Regions from separate parts of the Gossypium hirsutum genome. Here region 2 is linked to region 1. A link is a contact called in public Hi-C data. All regions are on one chromosome and are shown on one strand. Each heading gives the region's core, a stretch centred on a gene start, on an enhancer-like site or on the middle of the called end of the contact. The rest is flanking DNA. Distances are from core to core; before and after follow the strand shown. Region 1 has its middle 27 kb from the start of LOC107892687. Region 2 holds the start of LOC107892051 (dihydrodipicolinate reductase-like protein CRR1, chloroplastic).

What was found. Hi-C and Micro-C count contacts between places; a contact is called where the count stands out from the background.
Region 2: a Hi-C map of leaf shows a contact between it and region 1, with 3 times the contacts expected there. The contact joins the promoter of LOC107892051 here to the enhancer-like site in region 1. A contact is called at or near these places in 3 of 34 Hi-C or Micro-C datasets (leaf and petal).

The regions. Positions count from the first base shown.
Region 1 is chrD09:15,652,130-15,656,979 of Gossypium_hirsutum_v2.1, reverse strand. No RefSeq gene overlaps it. Among protein-coding and RNA genes, the nearest start is that of LOC107892687, 27 kb to the left of the region's middle. Within about 2 kb of position 1,614, at least 2 of the 9 cell types and tissues checked have an H3K27ac peak or open chromatin away from gene starts, as enhancers often do. A contact at or near this core is called in leaf, where this site is marked.
Region 2 is chrD09:15,753,441-15,757,972 of Gossypium_hirsutum_v2.1, reverse strand. It overlaps LOC107892051 (dihydrodipicolinate reductase-like protein CRR1, chloroplastic), which reads right to left and starts at 1,911. Exons shown (of 10, transcript XM_016817016.2): 1 at 1,764-1,911; 2 at 1,554-1,676; 3 at 1,380-1,454; 4 at 1,239-1,304; 5 at 982-1,077; 6 at 748-864; 7 at 410-502; 8 at 1. The coding sequence starts at 1,874. LOC107892052 (protein COFACTOR ASSEMBLY OF COMPLEX C SUBUNIT B CCB2, chloroplastic) reads left to right here. Exons shown (of 8, transcript XM_041101848.1): 6 at 444-553; 7 at 1,749-3,956; 8 at 4,121-4,532.

The sequences.
Region 1 (4,850 bases), core at 365-2,864:
ATCGAGTTAATTTGTGACACTAATTTAAACGATAACACTATCAATAAGATTATGGCATACCCATTATATGAATAAAAATAATTATATAATATATTTATTAAGAATTCATATAAAAATTAATTATTACTTTAATTAAAGTGTCAAAATTAGGAGAGTATATATTTGGTGTCTTGGGTTAAAATGTTATTACAAGTATGATTCTTTTCTATATTTTTATAAAAACAATACTGTTAAATTAACATTTATTACTTTATTAAAATTTATATAATTTAATAATTGAGTTGATAATTAATTAAGGGTGATAGTAAAAATAATATAGATAATAAGTTAATAAGATTTTGCTCAATGAAAAACGAACCCTTGAATTGAGTGAAATATGGCCCAACTAAGCTTTAAACCTAATACTATTAAAGTGATCTTTTATAAGATTTTCTTACCTTAATCAATTTAATTAATGATCGAACTTTAACTACCATCCATGTCAAAAGCTAAATGTCTGTCATGGATCCACCAGCATATAAAATACTTAAAAAATAAATGTTAAATCAAGTTTGATGTAGGAAAATTTTGAACGGTGAATGACAGAGAGGCTTATCCCGATTTCAAAGAGGAAAACCATTCTTCTGTGGTACTTTTTGTAGGCTTATGAGATACACTTTCCGTAATTACCTCGAAGATTGCAATCATGGCTTTACTGATGTTATCCTTGGCTAAGAATGACGTGTTTAAAGATTGAGCATGTGAATTACTTGGTAAAATTTTGGTTTGAAACGTCACATAATTTGAGAAAAGAATCCATGTTTAACTTGTTACATGAAGTTTGATGAATTGTGTTGTATTCAAATTAAGTTTTAATTGATTGCCCATTACCCTTTTTTTCAGTTGATTGTCCATTACCTTTAAATTGGATGTTTAAACGTATGTGCCAAATTTCTTAACAAAATTTAAGAAAGCTTAGTGAATAGCACCAACAAAACGTTATCAGTAATCAAATTGTTAAATTTTCTTTTTCAATATTCTTCTCAATTTTACAATTTAATCTCTATCAATTTTAAAAGTAAAAAATTAACAAAAATTCATCATAACATTAATATATTTTTGTTTATTGTGCAAAATTTTGATTGTTATAATGATAATTTTAATTTTCGATGTGTACATATTTTGTTAATTTGATCTTAATTATAAAAAAATTAATAAATTTAACCTCAACATTTATACATTTATAAAAAAATATTGTAGATTGAATTTGTTAAATCATGATTAAATTAATAGAATATATAAATTATGAGAGCTAAATTTGTTATTATATTAATCAAATTTATGTAAAATTGATGAAAAACATTAATATTATAATTAATTATTCTTAATTTCTTATTTTTAAAATGAATATATTAAATTAATTTGATTTTTTTGAAGGGGAACAATTTGTTTAATGTGGAAATTGAGATTAATCCAAATAGTATAAATTTGTCTTTTTTAACTACTTTTTTTTAAAAGTGTATTTCTCTACTTTAAGGGTGTTCCAAGTTGACACGGAATCGTAGTCCACTTGGGGTCACCAAGCTGTCTCGAAAATGCATGCATGATGATGGATCCAAGCCCAAGCTCCCGGGTTGCAAAAAGCCACCTTTGGTTTGTGAGCGTCCGAGCCTAATGCTTCGCTTTCATTAGGCGCTTGTCTCCACAAGAGGGCGCCACTATCTCTATTGTTGCCATTATCCCCGTAGTATCTACTTATCTACATATCTATCCGGTTTCTTTTTCCTTTTTCTTTCTGGTCTATTTTGGCGGTGGTCCATCCTCTGAAAATAACTCCATTCTTGGTTATTCATCTCTAAAATGCTACTTTGCTTTTAAACAAATAGCAATGCGTGAGAGTGTGTGGGTTTTTTTTTCCTTTTAACAAAGAGAGTGGGATTTTATTTGTAGTTATCACTTGGAATGTTACATTCCTTGTAATCTTGTAGTGTTACATACCTAATGTAAATGTAATTGCTGGTGACCTAACCAAATATCAGTAATCAGTGTTCCATTTGATTTTTCTTTTGAATGATATATATCAAGAGGAATAGACTAGAAATCTCTTTTTGGTTTTTTTATCTTGAATTTAGGTACCTTACAACACTCAAATGACATTTATAATTGATTTAATTTTAAAAATATGTAAAGTTTGAACTTGATGGTTAATTTCATTGATAGAAATAATAGCATCTACTTTTTTCAAATGTAATCTCATTCAATCTACTTTAAATATAATGCAAGTTGTGACTGTAATATATATATATATAATAAAAAATTATATATAGACCAAAGTAAAAGTTATGAAATAAATGAATTTGGTACAAGTGTTCTAAAGTCATTTATTAAACCGAAAATAGAGAGAAGAAAAAGAAAGGTAAGAGATAAAATTTGTATATTTATGCTTGTGTTTTTTTTAATATTATATATGTATTTTTATAAATGTATATGGAGAGAAAATTTTTATTTTTATTAAATAATATATTTAAAGACATTAGTTTGAATATTTATTATTGAATTTATTCAAGATTGACATATGATAAAATGTTTACAATTTAAAAATTATTTTTTAATTCTTATTTTGAGTAAAGTATTAAATGATTTTATTCATGCGTCTACTGTTGAGGTAAGTTGTGAAGAAATGATTTAAGTGGTATTTGACAATGTCCACTACTACCCATCACTATGATAGTAGAGTGAAACTAGTTATATTTGGGGTTGGCAATATATTGAAACAAAATCTTTGGGTTGTTGAGTTAGTGGATATTTTCAAAATATGGAAACACATAAATGTAAACCAATCTGTTACCTATGAAGATTGGATTGTAGTTGATTGAATTGAACAATTACAACCCTTGAATTATGGAGAATCATTTGGGATCAAGTTATTGTTTTCCTAAAATATTGAATTTCCATCTGATTGTGTTTTTCATTTTGGATTTTATTAGTATATTAATTTTTCTATTTTTTAGTTACCAATTTTTAGGGTTGCTTTGTATTTAATTATTAGTATGTTAGCAAGTTGAGAGACATATATATTATGAGGTTTGTATAGGTTTTAGATGATAGCATACTGAGAGCGCTTTATTTTTTCATTGTGGAACCATTTTTATGAGTGTAATTGAAGTGTAAACCTCAAGTTTTTATAGTCTACATTCTTAAAGGGAGAATTTAGAGGTGAGTGTTATAACACTCGTTGTATTACACCAAGTAAAATAAAACATAGTTTAAACAAACATCTAACAGAAGCCTTATAAAAGTCGATGAGATTATATAAAACGCAAAGTGCATTATTTCCCATACAAAAGTTTCATGTGCATCATTGACAATTAAATATAATTTAAAACAGTTTGGTGTATACGCCTTACAAATGTTCTCATAAAATTATATTTCACTAAGATTTAACATGTCTCAAGAGTACATAGAAATTCTTTTTAAAACAATTAATTGGCGAAAGATGTAAATTATTACAAAGTTACTTACAAAACAATTCTACATGTTACCAGCCCAAATGGTCCTGCATGATTCAGAAAACAAATAAGTAGCTTACTGGCAACAACAAATCTGGCGTAGTCCCTTTTCTACTTAACTCGCCTGAGAAGGAAAATAATAAAGTAAGTTCAAGCGAACTTAGTGAGTTCCAAATGTAATCACAAACAATATACAAGAATTCTACTGGTTATTAAGCACAAACGCTCATAAGATACTCTACCTTTCAAAGTGGTTCGAACGTAATAAACATAATATGCCCAACGGCGTTCACAAAACCTAGATAGACTTGTTCCACCATCTTAACACAACACATGAGTGGTCATTATCCACCAACTTAACTATAACTTATACAACATATTCCATTTACACATGATCCATCCTTGTGACATCCTCAGACCCAAATTCAAAATCAGAATAATATAAATCAGATTTATTCATGTGCATATACCTCCTTAACACCTCATATCATTTTTGTTCAATTGAACATGTTTCCTCGTGATCTACCAGTCCCTTTTGCAATATAATTGCCGTACCAGAGGCATTACAAACATATCTCTTTGTCATTTATCACATATCACACTTCACATATAGATGGTACTAGGCTCATGCTGCAAAGAGGCCATTTTATATAAAAACATGAACTGACCATATTCACACTGACAATGCTGGTTTAACTCCACCATGATCAGACAACACACATTACACTATCGAGAGAGAACACTTACCTTACCAAATTTATACAACAAGAGGATTTTAGAACACAAGGAAGTAATAAGGAACTCACCAGAAACTCTAAAACATGAATCTACTCTACAAGTCTTTTACCTTTATTGCTCAGAACATCGCTAGCTTCATGAGGTAGATGAGAAACAAATATAAATCTTGAATCATTAAACTATTGTAATGTTAACATGTATGCATGAATAGGTACCATGCAACTGAGAATTAGGAAGTTACCCTCCTTAGAACTAGTTCTAAAAACCTATGTATGCACAATTGCAAATATGTAAATTCCTTCGACAATAACCTAAGGGTTTACAAGAAATTACCAGTAAGCTGGTACTAAAAATGGCGTCGACTAAATACTGATAACCTTATTCATTTGAAGCTTTCTACCTTAAGGTTTGTCAGAAACTTAGAGAATAATTCAAGGAAGAAGATGTAAAAGTAATACATGTATGCAAACAATATCTTTATATACCCAGACAACGGAGACAAAGTTTAGTGGAAGGATAAAAAAAATCCCACTATTGCCCTTGATTCCCATGAATAAACTTACTTAAAATTTTTAAAGTGTAATAATCTACAACACAGTAGGTCATTTCTAACTAGGTCTCAAC
Region 2 (4,532 bases), core at 662-3,161, 100 kb before region 1:
CCTTACAAAGGGGAAAAAAATGAAAAATGAGCCACCTTCTTAATTAGCATTTTGGATTATATGTGCTTCTGTTCTTTCTTTTGGTAACATAAATTCTCATAAATGTAAATCTATATCTCTAGTTCTTTCTTGTATAAGCCAATTAGTAGAATTCAGATGATCAATGTGATGGATTTTCCTATGCTTTATTAGTAGCTCTATATGACAATTACTGCAATATCATATCTGACAAGATAGGCACCAAAAACAAAAGTTTAAGGATTTTTTTCATTTGTATATTTTCATTTCATTTAACATCTTTCCCTACTCTCTAATTGCCACAACTAGATAGAAATAGATGATAATAGAAGTGCAATTCACTTTTTGACATTTTGGTTCTACCATCATTTTCTGTATATCAATGCTTTACCGAAACATCTGTTGAAAGGTCTTCTCTGTTGTAGATCTGACCAAGGTTGGAGAGGTTGTTGGCAATCTGGATGGCATCTGGTGAGGGAAGATCCTGTAATCAATGACAAGTTTAGTATCTCATCAGGTCATCTACAAGGGACATGTATGTTGGAGTTATGTAGACTTAATTGTCAAAGCATAATGCAAAACTACATTCATATACTTCATTGCACCACACATTCTATAGATGTGTGTTTATTTCATTTAACTTTGGATGACTGCCGTGACAACTGCATCTCGACATTTGTACTGAAAGCCATAGAAAATATAAAAACCCAAATGTAACTTGTAGCTTACTGTTGCATGCGCCCTTGATTCAACAATTTCTACATTGTTGTAGTGGAAGGAAGCTGAAATGGCAGCTTGCTGGAGGAGAATAGATCCTATAGACAGAGTTGGTGCAACTAGGCAACCCTAAAATATTTCGTATTCGTTAGAATTACAACAAGTTACTTGGCTCTGCAAATTAAAGCGGTATAAAATATTTTGTGAGACAAGTAGACATTGAAATATATCTCACCCTGTCCTCACCATGCTGGCTTTCTCGCAAAATGCAGATAATGCTGATATTGTGTCAACCGTAATCCGAGGCACATAAACCACACTTCTCAGACCAAATGCTGTTGCCTATGAGAAGTTGAAAAGAAAACTATTATCAGCTATTCTAGTATAACTCTTAGAAAATTTACATTTCAGTGGTCATATGAAAAATATGGTTTATCCTTGCTTATTCACTGAGGCTGCAAAATAAGTTGATATAAGAATATAGTAGTGTTTAGATACCGAACCTGTTTTACGTTGTCATAAACTGCTGAAGGCTTAGTGAAATCAACAACGACTCCTGTCTCTTTTGACTGATAGAATTATTGTGATCAAAATGGTATGACCGGTGAAGTCAACTTAAAAAGATATTGAAATTGGAATGCTACCTGAGATATCGAACCTAAAACCATAGTGAGATCATTCACGATAGGAATTTCTAGAGGCTCTTCCATATCACACACCTAATGTAGAAAAAGGAACTGTTAAAAGTTGGATTTTATAGCCAAGTGATTATTGAGGGGGTAAAAGTGCATGGAACAAGACATGAATGGACTTTAAACCTTTCCTATATCTTCTCCCACACAATAGGAATCCACTGCACCGGCCACCTCCATTCCTCTAGCTTTAGTCACTGCAATTACTGCAGCCCTTCCTATTTCCTTTGCTGCTCCATTTATAACAACCTGTTTCCCCAAATTGTGAACAAACAACTTCTTAATCACCATGAATAGTAACGCAGAAAATTTTTTGTGCAGGTATTGAACCACTACCTTAATATTGCTTTGAGAGGGTTGCACTGAGCAAGAGAAGGAAGGCCTAACTCTGGCATTGCAAGGAAGTCGATGGATAGCAAGATGAAACTGGCAGCTCAAGGTCGCCATGGATGTTCTTAAATATATTTAGCTACTGAGCCTTCTCAGCTGATAAGGGTAAAATCTTCTTTGCCTAAAACCTTTTATTGTCACGCATGCTTTGTTCCTCGGATAAGGTTTGTGTGGGTTTTGACAAGCCTCTTTTGGAGAGTATTGTATGATAGCGACATGCATGTCTTAGCAGTGAGCTCGTATAATTCATGAAATAGGCTGCTAAGTATTTTATTTTTCTTTACTCTTTTAATTATAAGATTCGGTGAAATAAAAATTCACCGTTTGCTTTTTGATTTTATCAAGTAATAAATATTTGATTAATTGAAACCCAAAGCAAAAGAAATCCGAGGTGTTATAAACTACACAGTTTGATTATCTAACTTTCATAAGTGTTTATTTTGGGTATTGAGAATAAAAAAAATTACAAATTGAGTACTATTGTTAACAACCGTTTTTCATTTTAGTCTCCCATATTTAATAGACTTTTATTTTGATCACTCGCTATTAATTCAATATTATTTTACACTCATTTTAGTCATTCAACTTTAATAACTTTTCATTTTGGTTACTCATTTTTCTTTTAAAATTTAATTTAATTTAATTTAACCTTTTAGAATTATTTTTTGTTTCTTCTCTGTAAAAGGGAAAAACCAAGGGTTTATAGGAATTATAGGGAAAAATCTTTTTAATTCCCTTTAATTTTTAAAACATTGGGTTTTCACAGGGAAAACCATTTTTTTTTTTAATTTTCCAACCTAGGTTTCTTCAGGAAAATACTTGGTTTGTATGGAGAATTGAGTTAAACATGGTTTCATCTCCAGGATTGAATAACTCAATGTCGTACAAAAGCTAGGTTTATTTTGAAAATATTAAAATTAATTTTTAAAAAGTGAGCGGCCAAAATGAAAACTTATTAAAATTTTATGACTAAAAAGAGTGTACAATAAATTGAATGAACGGTTGACCAAAAATTAAATCTTATTAAAGTTGAGTGACTAAAATGAAAACAATTGTTAATGGCAGTGCCTAATTGCAAATTTTTTATTTCTAATGCCTAAAATGAAAACTTATTAAAGTTATATGACCAACTACGCAGTTTACCTTAAAATTTAACAATCATCAGTTATATAGCTTGTAGTAACCTTAAAAATTTTGTTATATGATATTTTCATATGATTGAGTTAGTGTCAAGAGTCAACTTGACACAATTCAGTCAAAAGAAATTATCAAATTAACCTTGTATATTTTAATTAAGTTATATTATTATGATGACATTTTTGTCTTTCTTTTTTTTTAAAAAAAAGTCAATAAAAAAATTACAAATATAAAGCCAGTGTTATTTGAATCGAACCGGCCGGTTGGATCTTGAATTAGCCGAGGTATTGATTTGGAAAGTGACTTTCAACCTATTAGATTGAGAACCGGCAAACCGATTAAAAAACTAGTTGAACAGAAAGTTGAATCAACTAAAATACCGGTTGAACAGACGTTTGAATTGAGATTTTTTTAAATTTTATTACTCTTTTTGGATTTTTAATTGGACCGGTGATGTAACATCCTATTTTGGTGAGTACTGAATTTGGTGAGCAAACCGAAAGTAATCTAAGTGGCGTCGTGTTATCTGCCTAATTGATACTTTTGGCGTATAGATCAGGTGCATAGTACATGTTAGATTATTGAAAAAAATGTTTACAGCATGTGTTGAGTCATTAAGAGGAAATTGGTAAAAGTATTGAGGATTTTGGGTAACTTGGGTAATCGCCGGAGGTAATGTATGCCCAATTCATTTAGTCATGATCTAAATGAATTGGTTAGGAACTAGTTGAATAGAGGAACCAAAGAAAAATATAAAAATATTGGGTTTTCATAGCTGTAAATCATTTATAAAGGCAGTGGTGACAGTTTGTAACACGTGTCAGGTTCCAATAAGGGTTCAGGTTAGATATTTAGATATTTGGGTTAGAAAAAGAGGAAGTTTTACTTCTTCCTTTTTCAAGAAGTATTGTTACCCGAAACTTAAAAAACTTCAAATATTTCTTTCTCCTTGAAGCTGGAGTTATAGATCTGGATCTTCACTAGTGATTACTCCATGTCAAGGTAAGATTTATGGCTGTGCATGTTATGTTGTGAAAGAGTAAAACTATTATATTTGGTAAATCAGAAAGATAAAGAAAAAGTGAATTTTTTGGGGATTTTCAATGTTAGAAATGATGGAAAAAGGGATATATGAATAGATCTTGATGGATTTTCATGTTCTGTAGAAGTAGTTGATGCTGATTTGTGTGATGAAAGTCTGGATATGGAGTTTTGGGCTGCAGTAGGTGAGAACTAGGTGAGTCTCTAAGTTAACTCTTGTATGAATACTATTCATATGAAACATTTCTGTAGAAAATAAGGACACCAAAGCTAGAAAAGTATAGTATGATGGTTATGTAACTGTATGAGTGATTGTTGAAAATAGAATGCGTGTTATGGTATGGAATGTGAGAAGTTTAGGTTCGGTCACATATGTGTGTGTCGGACGTATGTTATAGGGTATGATCTATTAAAAGATAAGCGTGGTTTGTGTTAGTGAACGAATGGTCGTGAAGTGAGCTTGTGTCTGTCTCCACGGTATTGTTTAAAGGGGTCTGTCAGGACTTTAAACACGAATTCTAAAAGGAAAAGTCCATG